2 separate regions of the Zea mays genome follow, and region 2 is linked to region 1. A link is a contact called in public Hi-C data. All regions are on one chromosome and are shown on one strand. Each heading gives the region's core, a stretch centred on a gene start, on an enhancer-like site or on the middle of the called end of the contact. The rest is flanking DNA. Distances are from core to core; before and after follow the strand shown. Region 1 holds the start of LOC100273032 (26S protease regulatory subunit 8 homolog B). Region 2 holds the start of LOC100272898 (fiber protein Fb2).

Region 1 (4,176 bases), core at 1,166-3,665:
TTCACTCATATATTATTTGCCAAAGGGAGAGAGAGTTTGAAAAAGGGCTCTAAAGACTCCGTTTTTGACGATTAATGCCAAAGGGGGAGAGAGTATTAGCCCAAAGCAAAAGGACCGCACCACCACACCAATTTTAAAAAAAATTGAAAAGTTGTTTTCAATTGGTATTTTTCAAATTAGTATTCCTCAAAGAAATTCTATCTCAATTGCCATATTTTAAAGAAGAGACCTTCAAAAATTGGTATCTAAAATATTTGATCTTCTTTCAATTTGTAAAACCCTCTTGAACACTAAGAGGAGAATTTCATAGGGGGAGTTTTGTTTAGTCAAAGGAAAAGCATTTGAAACAGGGGGAGAAAATTTCAAATCTTGAAAATGCTTCCTTCAATCTTATTCATATATCTTTGACTATTTACAAAAATGTTTTTGAAAAGAAATTTACAAAGAATTTACAAAAACAAAACTAGTGGTGCAAGCGTGGTCCAAAATGTTAAAATGAAGAAAGCAATCCATTCATATCTTATGAAAAAGTAAATTGGTTTAATTCCAAGCAACCTTTGCACTTACCTTATGCAAACTAGTTCAATTCTGGACATATATATTTGCTTTGGTTTGTGTTGGCATCAATCACCAAAAAGGGGGAGATTGAAAGGAAATGCCACTCCGCTATAATTCACCGGACTGTCCGGTGTAGCACCGGACTGTCAGGTGTGCCAAGCGGAGCAACGGTCGCCAGCGCAACGGTCGAGTTCAACGGTCGGCTGACAACGCTACAGTGCACGGATAGAGCGCGCAGAGTAAGAGCAGCGCCAGAAGGCGCACCAGACAGTGAACAGTGACTGTCCGGTGCACCACCTGACTGTCCGATGACCCCACCTGTCAGAGCTCCAACGGTCGAACCCTAACGGTTGGGTGACGTGGCTGGCGCACCGGACTGTCCGGTGGCGCACCGGACTATCCGGTGCGCCCATCGACAGCAGCCCCTCCCAACGGCTATTTTGATGGTTGGGGCTATAAATACCCCCAACCACCACACTTCAAGGCATCCAAGTTTTTCAGCCAACACATTCAATACAAGAGCTAGTGCATTCAATACAAGACACAATTAGATTGAATCAAAGCCTCTCCAAGTCCCAATTCCACTCAAAGCAATTAGTGACTAGAAGAGAGAGTTTTGCCCGTGTTCTTTGAGCTCTTGCGCTTGGATCGCTTTTCTTCTTTCCATTCTGGTTCCCAAGACATTTGTAATCAAAGCAAGAGACACCAATTGTGTGGTGGTCCTTGTAGGGACTAAGTGTCCCAATTGATTGAGGAGAAAAGCTCATTCGGTCTAGGTGACCGTTTGAGAGAGGGAAATGGTTGAAAGAGACCCGGTCTTTGTAACCACCTTAACGGGGAGTAGATTTGCAAGAACCGAACCTCAGTAAAACAAATCATCGTGTCACACTCTTCATTTGCTTGTGATTTGTTTTCACCCTCTCTTTCGGACTCGCTTTTATTTCTAACGCTAACCCCGGCTTGTAGTGGTACATAAAGTTTATAAATTTCAGATTTGCCTATTCACCCCCCTCTAGGCGACATTCACACCCCTTATAATTTGGTTTCGTATTTTAGGGGGTGTTTGGTTTCCACGTCCTAAACTTAAATTTACTCACTAAATTACCAAACGAGGTGACTAAAATAGTTCTTTAAAATAACCAAACACCCAAATCTGATTAAACTAATATTTAGTACTCATATTTGATATTCAAACATTTAATACGATATTTTAGTCAGGAAACAAACACTAGGGTTAGATCTAGATACTTATTCGGATGTTTAATTTTTGTATTATTTCTTTAGTTGTGAACAAATAACATATAGAATTTGCTATGTAAATTTACACTCTTGTTTTTAGCATTAGGTCTATTAATATTCATAGAAAGTAAACCTTAAATTCCTTCTATACCATTTTAAATAATTGATATAAAATTCAGATACAAATTCGAATGTTTTTTCGTTTTTTGTTGTACGGAGAAAATTTTATTTTGTATTTCATAATATTTCTTAATAATATGGTTAAAAACTAGCTTAAATTCTATGTATATGTTAAAATATTAAATCAATTTCAAATATTTTAGAAACATTTGTAAGACTGTCTAGAAGATTATTCATCCCCATATCTATATTTAAACTATACTTTGAGAACAATATAATCTATAGTACGAGTGTTTTAGATAACTATATAGTCTGTTAGAGTAGTTCTATTCGCTGCAACTAGATTAAAGTTATTCAGACTGCTACAGCTATAATTAGAACAAAATAACGTAGAAAAATTAGAAGTTGGTGGATTAAAGCCGTAGCCAACAGGTTAATCTGCTGAACACGGTTTAACAAACACCCTACCCAAAGGGGCGGAAACCAAGCCGCCCTGACCGCCAGACCCAAGCCAACAAGCAAGAGCATTACTACTGCTTCCGACCGAAACCTTTCTTGGAACGCAAGAAGGATCCCCACCCCGACCGACCTACCCTAATCGGCGATGGCGACGGTGGCGATGGACATCTCGAAGCCCACTCCAGTGGCGTCCGGCGACGAGGCCGCGGCGGCGGCCAAGGGGAGGAGCGGCGGAGGGGGCGAGGGGCTGCGGCAGTACTACCTGCAGCACATCCACGACCTGCAGCTCCAGATCCGGCAGAAGACCCACAACCTCAACCGTCTCGAGGCCCAGCGCAATGACCTCAACTCCCGAGGTAGCATTTCTTCTCGATTACGCCCCAAACCCTTGAATCGATGTGCCCCTCCCGCACCGCGGTTTGGTGTGGTGAACCCTTTGGTGGAAACCCTACCTTTAGCTGGGTGTTAATCATGGCCAAAGGCCCGGACTTCAGTTGTCTACAGTGTTGGGTTTCGATGCATGGTTACCTCAAGCTGAAGTGTCTTACCAAATTATCTGATCTGATGAAGATGTCCAGTTAACTACTGATCAGTGTGTTAGATCGACTGAAGAATATCTCCAAATGAATAAGCTTTAGATGTTTAGCTACTTGAGCAGCAGGCTGACTTGGACTTGGACTGTTCAGTTTGAATTGTGCATGGTATTGTCGCAGTGGTAACTGTTGTTTTGCTGTGTTTGGATCTTGATTTTGGGAGTGAATTATACGTAAGTTGTGCAGGCTATCTGTTGCTTGCCTGTGTTTGCATATGTCATCTTTCAATTTTGCTCTACTACATTCTTGTGGGGTTGTTAGGACAATATTTCAAGCAGGTTTCTGTATTCCTGAGGTTATCCACTATTATTCATTGCCTGCATTTCATTGACATGATTTTGGTATTGTGGCTGCCTATTGTGTGACTAAATTTGCCTCTAGTTGAACACTTGTAATGTGAAATTATCTTGATGAACACCCTGCGCCCCCATTACCTACCTAGTGGAGTAATATTCACTCGCATGATTTCACCATGATGCTTTTGTTTAGGATTTATTAAATTTCTGCTGTCTCTGTTTCATGAGCAGCACATCCTTCTACATCTATTGTTTTCTGATTACCATACTCTAAGTTTGGCCTTGCAATTTTAATTTCAGTTAGAATGCTCAGGGAAGAGTTGCAGTTGCTTCAAGAGCCTGGCTCATATGTTGGTGAGGTGGTGAAGGTCATGGGGAAATCAAAGGTTCTGGTGAAGGTAATTTTTTCCTACTCCACAGTCAGGACATCATATGGATATCATTTAATGCTTAAAAGTATTTATTCTTCTTGTTATATAAAACAAAGCTTGAATAAGATTTTACCAGTTCTCTCTCATTTAGGCTTACATGCTAGAAGAGTACTCTGCTGCCTCCATTTAGCACCTATAAATGAGCTTATGGGAACATGTCTTTGTTTAAAGATAAGTTCAGCTGTGCAAATTGTGACTTTTGTATCTTTACAAAGAACAAATATTCATCCTTGACTGCATTATGATCCCTGGAACTATGCTTATAAAGAACAAATATTCAGCACTGGAATGCATTATATAGATCCATGTTCCCACCATATCTAAAACAACCAAACAAGTAAAATAATTATCTGGCCATGGTAATACAAGTATCTTAGGTGCCTTGTACAAATTAGCATCAACCTTCGCATTTTAAAATCTTGGTTGTCAGTCTGTCACATTGTCGGTATGCCTACTGACCAACAGGTGCGGATCTGGTGG
Region 2 (4,176 bases), core at 486-2,985, 190 kb after region 1:
GCGACTTACGTGGCAGGTTGGGCTTTAGGTGGACGATGAGCTGGACGACGTGTCGTCGTCGTCGAATGCGGTGCCCAGAACAACCCGAGAGTCGCCGACATTGGCGACGACCATGCGGTCCCCCTGCTTGACGATGGACAGCGCGGAGCGGCCGCTCTGCACCGCGTAAGCGGCGGCTGCGCCGGAGCTTGTCGTACATAGCGGCACATGCGGCCACGTAGGACTGTTTCTAGAGGTCGAACTGGCAGTCGCTAAGTTTCTTCTTATCGTCGATGAGCGACCCCAACGCGAGTGCCTCCTGCTAATGGTATTTGTTCGGGGTTTTCAAGAAGAAACATGGATTCATGTTTGGCGTTGGTTTATACAAATGACTCACAAGTCAGATCCATGGAAAAAATATTATGAAGAATAAATGTCACGCATGCAAAAAAGAAATTTAATTTGAAAACATTATTCAAACAAAAGAAATTGCATGCAAGGCTCTTCTTTAAATACTACTCCCTCCATCAAAAATATAATTCAAGAATCTCGGTGATACTTATCTACTACTACGCATTGTACAAGGGTAGCAGGTGGGCTTGGGGAGAGATATAGTAGATGTGTTTTCTGTTATAGATATAGAAATAAACACACATGTGGTGTAGTGGTAGCTACTGCTAGCATTTGCTTAAGAGGTTGTGGGTTTGAATTCCCTTGGTGCCATGTGAATTTTTTTAATTTTAGCTAGGCGTCGGCTGTACGGGGGGGGGGGGAATATGAATGGGAATGGGTTTTGCGGGGAGGGAAAATGATAATGATAGATAGAATGATGACAGAACATGTGAATGGACTGTGCGCGAGGAGACTACTATTGCAGCCTTAATAAGTAGTAGAGATATCTTGGACTAATTTATTTGGATAAGTTTTAAACTCGATTTGAATCCTCTTGAAGCTTCTTCACATATTTTGAGTGATTATCTTGTTGATGTTGGATTTATTATTTGTGCATCCCATCAACACAATTCAAACACATGGGTCCGCGTTCTCGTGAATTAAGCCATATGAGACCACTAGAAGTAATAAAACATATAAGCAATATGAATTCAAACTTTTTAGTTTTCAATGAATGTCCTAATTCATGTCTATATGCACTAGCCATATCTGGTAAGGTATGAAAGGCACAACCTATTTTACCTTTGCTTTGGTTAGAGGAAACACTAGTCATAATTGATGTTTTTTAACTCGCGTTCGAATCATAAAAAATATTTACTTCATTTCTTAGCATGTAAAATATTTCTTTATCTAGTGGCTTGGTAAATATATTGACCAGTTGATCTTGGTCATCTAGACTCGCAACTTCAATTTTTGGCACTTGAAAAATAAACAATTCAACTGTATGTAAATGACCTAGGGAAAAGAGATATGTTTTTCGATACAAAAGTATAAGAGATAAAACAGTACTGTATAAAAATGGTTGTAAAAATACTTTAGAATTCTTGATACAAAATTGTTTATGTGCGATATATTGAAAATAAAAACAAACAAACAAATAGGCCTTCTACTCTTTTTTTCAACTTGAAAATTTTATTAACTAGTTTTGTTTTCAGCGACTATTGTAGATGCTCATGCTCTACCAGAAACCAAACAAAGTGACAAATACTCTGGCTCCAACCACCGTCAGGTTTGCGGTGCAGGAGAAATAACACCTCCCTAAATAGAAAACAACACAAGTCACCATCGAATAGAAACGAAATATTTTTAATCCGCTTTTCGGTTGGTGGTGCCTGGCATCTACCGTGCGGAGGGGGAAGAGGGAGAGGCCAGGAGAGGAAAGCCTGCAGCCACCATGGATTCCGACCTCTGGATCTCGCGTCTCACGGCCGCCAAGCGGCAGTTTGCGCTGCAGCGCGCGCAGCGCCAGCACGCCGCCCCGGCATCCCATCACGGTATCTTTCGTCGTCGTTTCTTCATCCAGAGCAGAGAAATGCCGCATTTCTTCAGCTGGTGACTGTTCCAGCGGGGAAAAATTTGTCCTGGGATTGGGCTGCATCGTGGCGACGCTTCTTTCTTTGATCTCCATTCCCCACTTGACGCGATTGGAGCTCGCCGCTAATTTCTAGTATTTTCCGCGATTTTTGTTGGATTCACTAGGTGTCAGGTGAACACCTAAAGTAGGTTTGATTTTGCAGCAGGACTGCATCTTACTTTCTCCATTTATTTGCTGGCGTAGGACCATATAAAACGGAGGGAAATTTTAGACATAGCGGGACTTCTACAGCATATGAACAAATTATGTTGTCATGATTTTAATAGATTATGCAAGTATCAAATGTTATATTCTTTTGAATACAATATCTGAAATGTGCAGTTTTTCTCATGTTAAATAATCCTGAGATCAATCACATTATTGGAAATCGACAAATATTTCTATAGAGTATTTTGTGGTAACCTATCCATGCCACTTATACACAAGACACTTGTCCAAAACTATTGGTCTAGAATTTTATTTCTTAAATGATGCTGCAGGTTTTGCTTTGCGATATGGTTTTCCTTTTGATATTTCAGATATGCCCATTCATTTGAGATGAAAGGTGCTATCAGCGATGTTATATGTTACTACCTCCGTTCTCGAATCTCGAATATTTGTCGCCCGCTAGTTCATTTTCGAACTAAAACACGACAAATAAAAAAGAACGGAGGGAGTATATATTTTTCTTATTGTACTTGCTGTTCAATTCATTTCCCTTATTGCATGCAGATCGAAATGAATCCATTTCTATAAAAAATAATTTGTTTATGTCGCAAATAAACACAATTACAGATCGATTTGGGTATGATGATATCGAACCTGAGGATGATTTGCACTCAGACTTCCCATGCCCTTACTGTTATGAAGATCATGATGTTGCTTCTCTCTGCGCCCATTTGGAGGACGAGCACCCTTTCGAGTCTAAAATTGTGGTGAGTTCAGCTCCTTCTAATTGTGCAATATTTACAGGATATTGCAGATTGAAGGCAAACCAAATCCATACCAGTTAAATTCTGTTTGAGATGTAAGAACTAAGTACTATAACTGGTCCTCAGTCCTCTATAGCGACCAGTTCTTTGTGCTGAGTATTTGTATGATATTTTCCCACAAATTGTTGTTAGACATCACATTTTATTGGCCACTGTAGCTAATTGCCTAATTCCTTTTAATATTTTCTATACAAGATATATATTAGCAAGTGTTCAGATCAGAATGATAGTTTTTTTTTTCTCGAACACGCATGAGAGCTGCACATCTTTATATATTAGAGAGAAGAATGATAGTTTTTTTTTTCAAATAATACTTGTCATTCTTCGATGATAAAACTATAGGGATGGAATAATCATGGTTTTGACATGACTTGCAAGTTTATTCAACCGGTATATGCTCATCTATCCACAAACTTGATTGACTAGATGTCCATGTAAAATACCTCATGCTAGCTCATCTAGATTACTTGGCAGGGAAAGACTGCCCCTGTGCCATTGTACTAAGAAGTTGAAGGTTACTTGACATGATGTCAAGCTTCAAAACATAGTCACTATGTTCTAGTTCAAGATCTACAATAGTATTAGACAGTACTATTAGAAAAAACATCATTCTGTTGCTTGTAGGAACTAGGAACTATACTGCATGGACCATGTTCATTGTTGGTAGGCAACATATGGTGATTACCAACAGGTTTCTGGATGGCCTTTAGCAAGGACCAAGAACTCATCTATACAAGTACCTACCTGTATGTGGTACAAGCTTACATAGTTTCAACCCTAAGCTAGTTTTCCCCTTGACATCTAAACTTTTGAGCATAACCCCCAGTCCCCCACCCATTTATATAGAGCCCCACGTGCACCCACCCACACCCACATGCTCACACCATGCTCACACAGAATTAATGTGTTATGGTTCAAAATGGATGCAGTCATCAATCCCAGTCCCATTTGACCTGCTGGAAATGCAGATGTGATGTTTTTTCTTGAAAGTGTAGGAGAGCTACGCATCATATATATTAAGAAGAAACAGGTCTAAAATAGACCAATACAAAGGTCTGTGGCCAACCAGCTCATGGCGGCCGAAAACAACAAAACATAAAAACATCCAACATTATAGCTAATGCAGCAAACTACAGCTGGAGGCCAGGAATGGGAGCAAGGAGGGAGAGATCCCTAGCT

The links. Hi-C and Micro-C count contacts between places; a contact is called where the count stands out from the background.
Region 2: a contact with region 1 is called in a Hi-C map of leaf, with 5 times the contacts expected there. The contact joins the promoter of LOC100272898 here to the promoter of LOC100273032 in region 1. A contact is called at or near these places in 2 of 25 Hi-C or Micro-C datasets (leaf and tassel).

What each region holds. Positions count from the first base shown.
Region 1 is chr5:161,788,783-161,792,958 of Zm-B73-REFERENCE-NAM-5.0, forward strand. It overlaps LOC100273032 (26S protease regulatory subunit 8 homolog B), which reads left to right and starts at 2,416. Exons shown (of 9, transcript NM_001147481.1): 1 at 2,416-2,732; 2 at 3,566-3,663. The coding sequence starts at 2,522.
Region 2 is chr5:161,975,245-161,979,420 of Zm-B73-REFERENCE-NAM-5.0, forward strand. LOC100272898 (fiber protein Fb2) reads left to right here and starts at 1,736. Exons shown (of 5, transcript NM_001147351.1): 1 at 1,736-1,925; 2 at 2,801-2,940. The coding sequence starts at 1,826.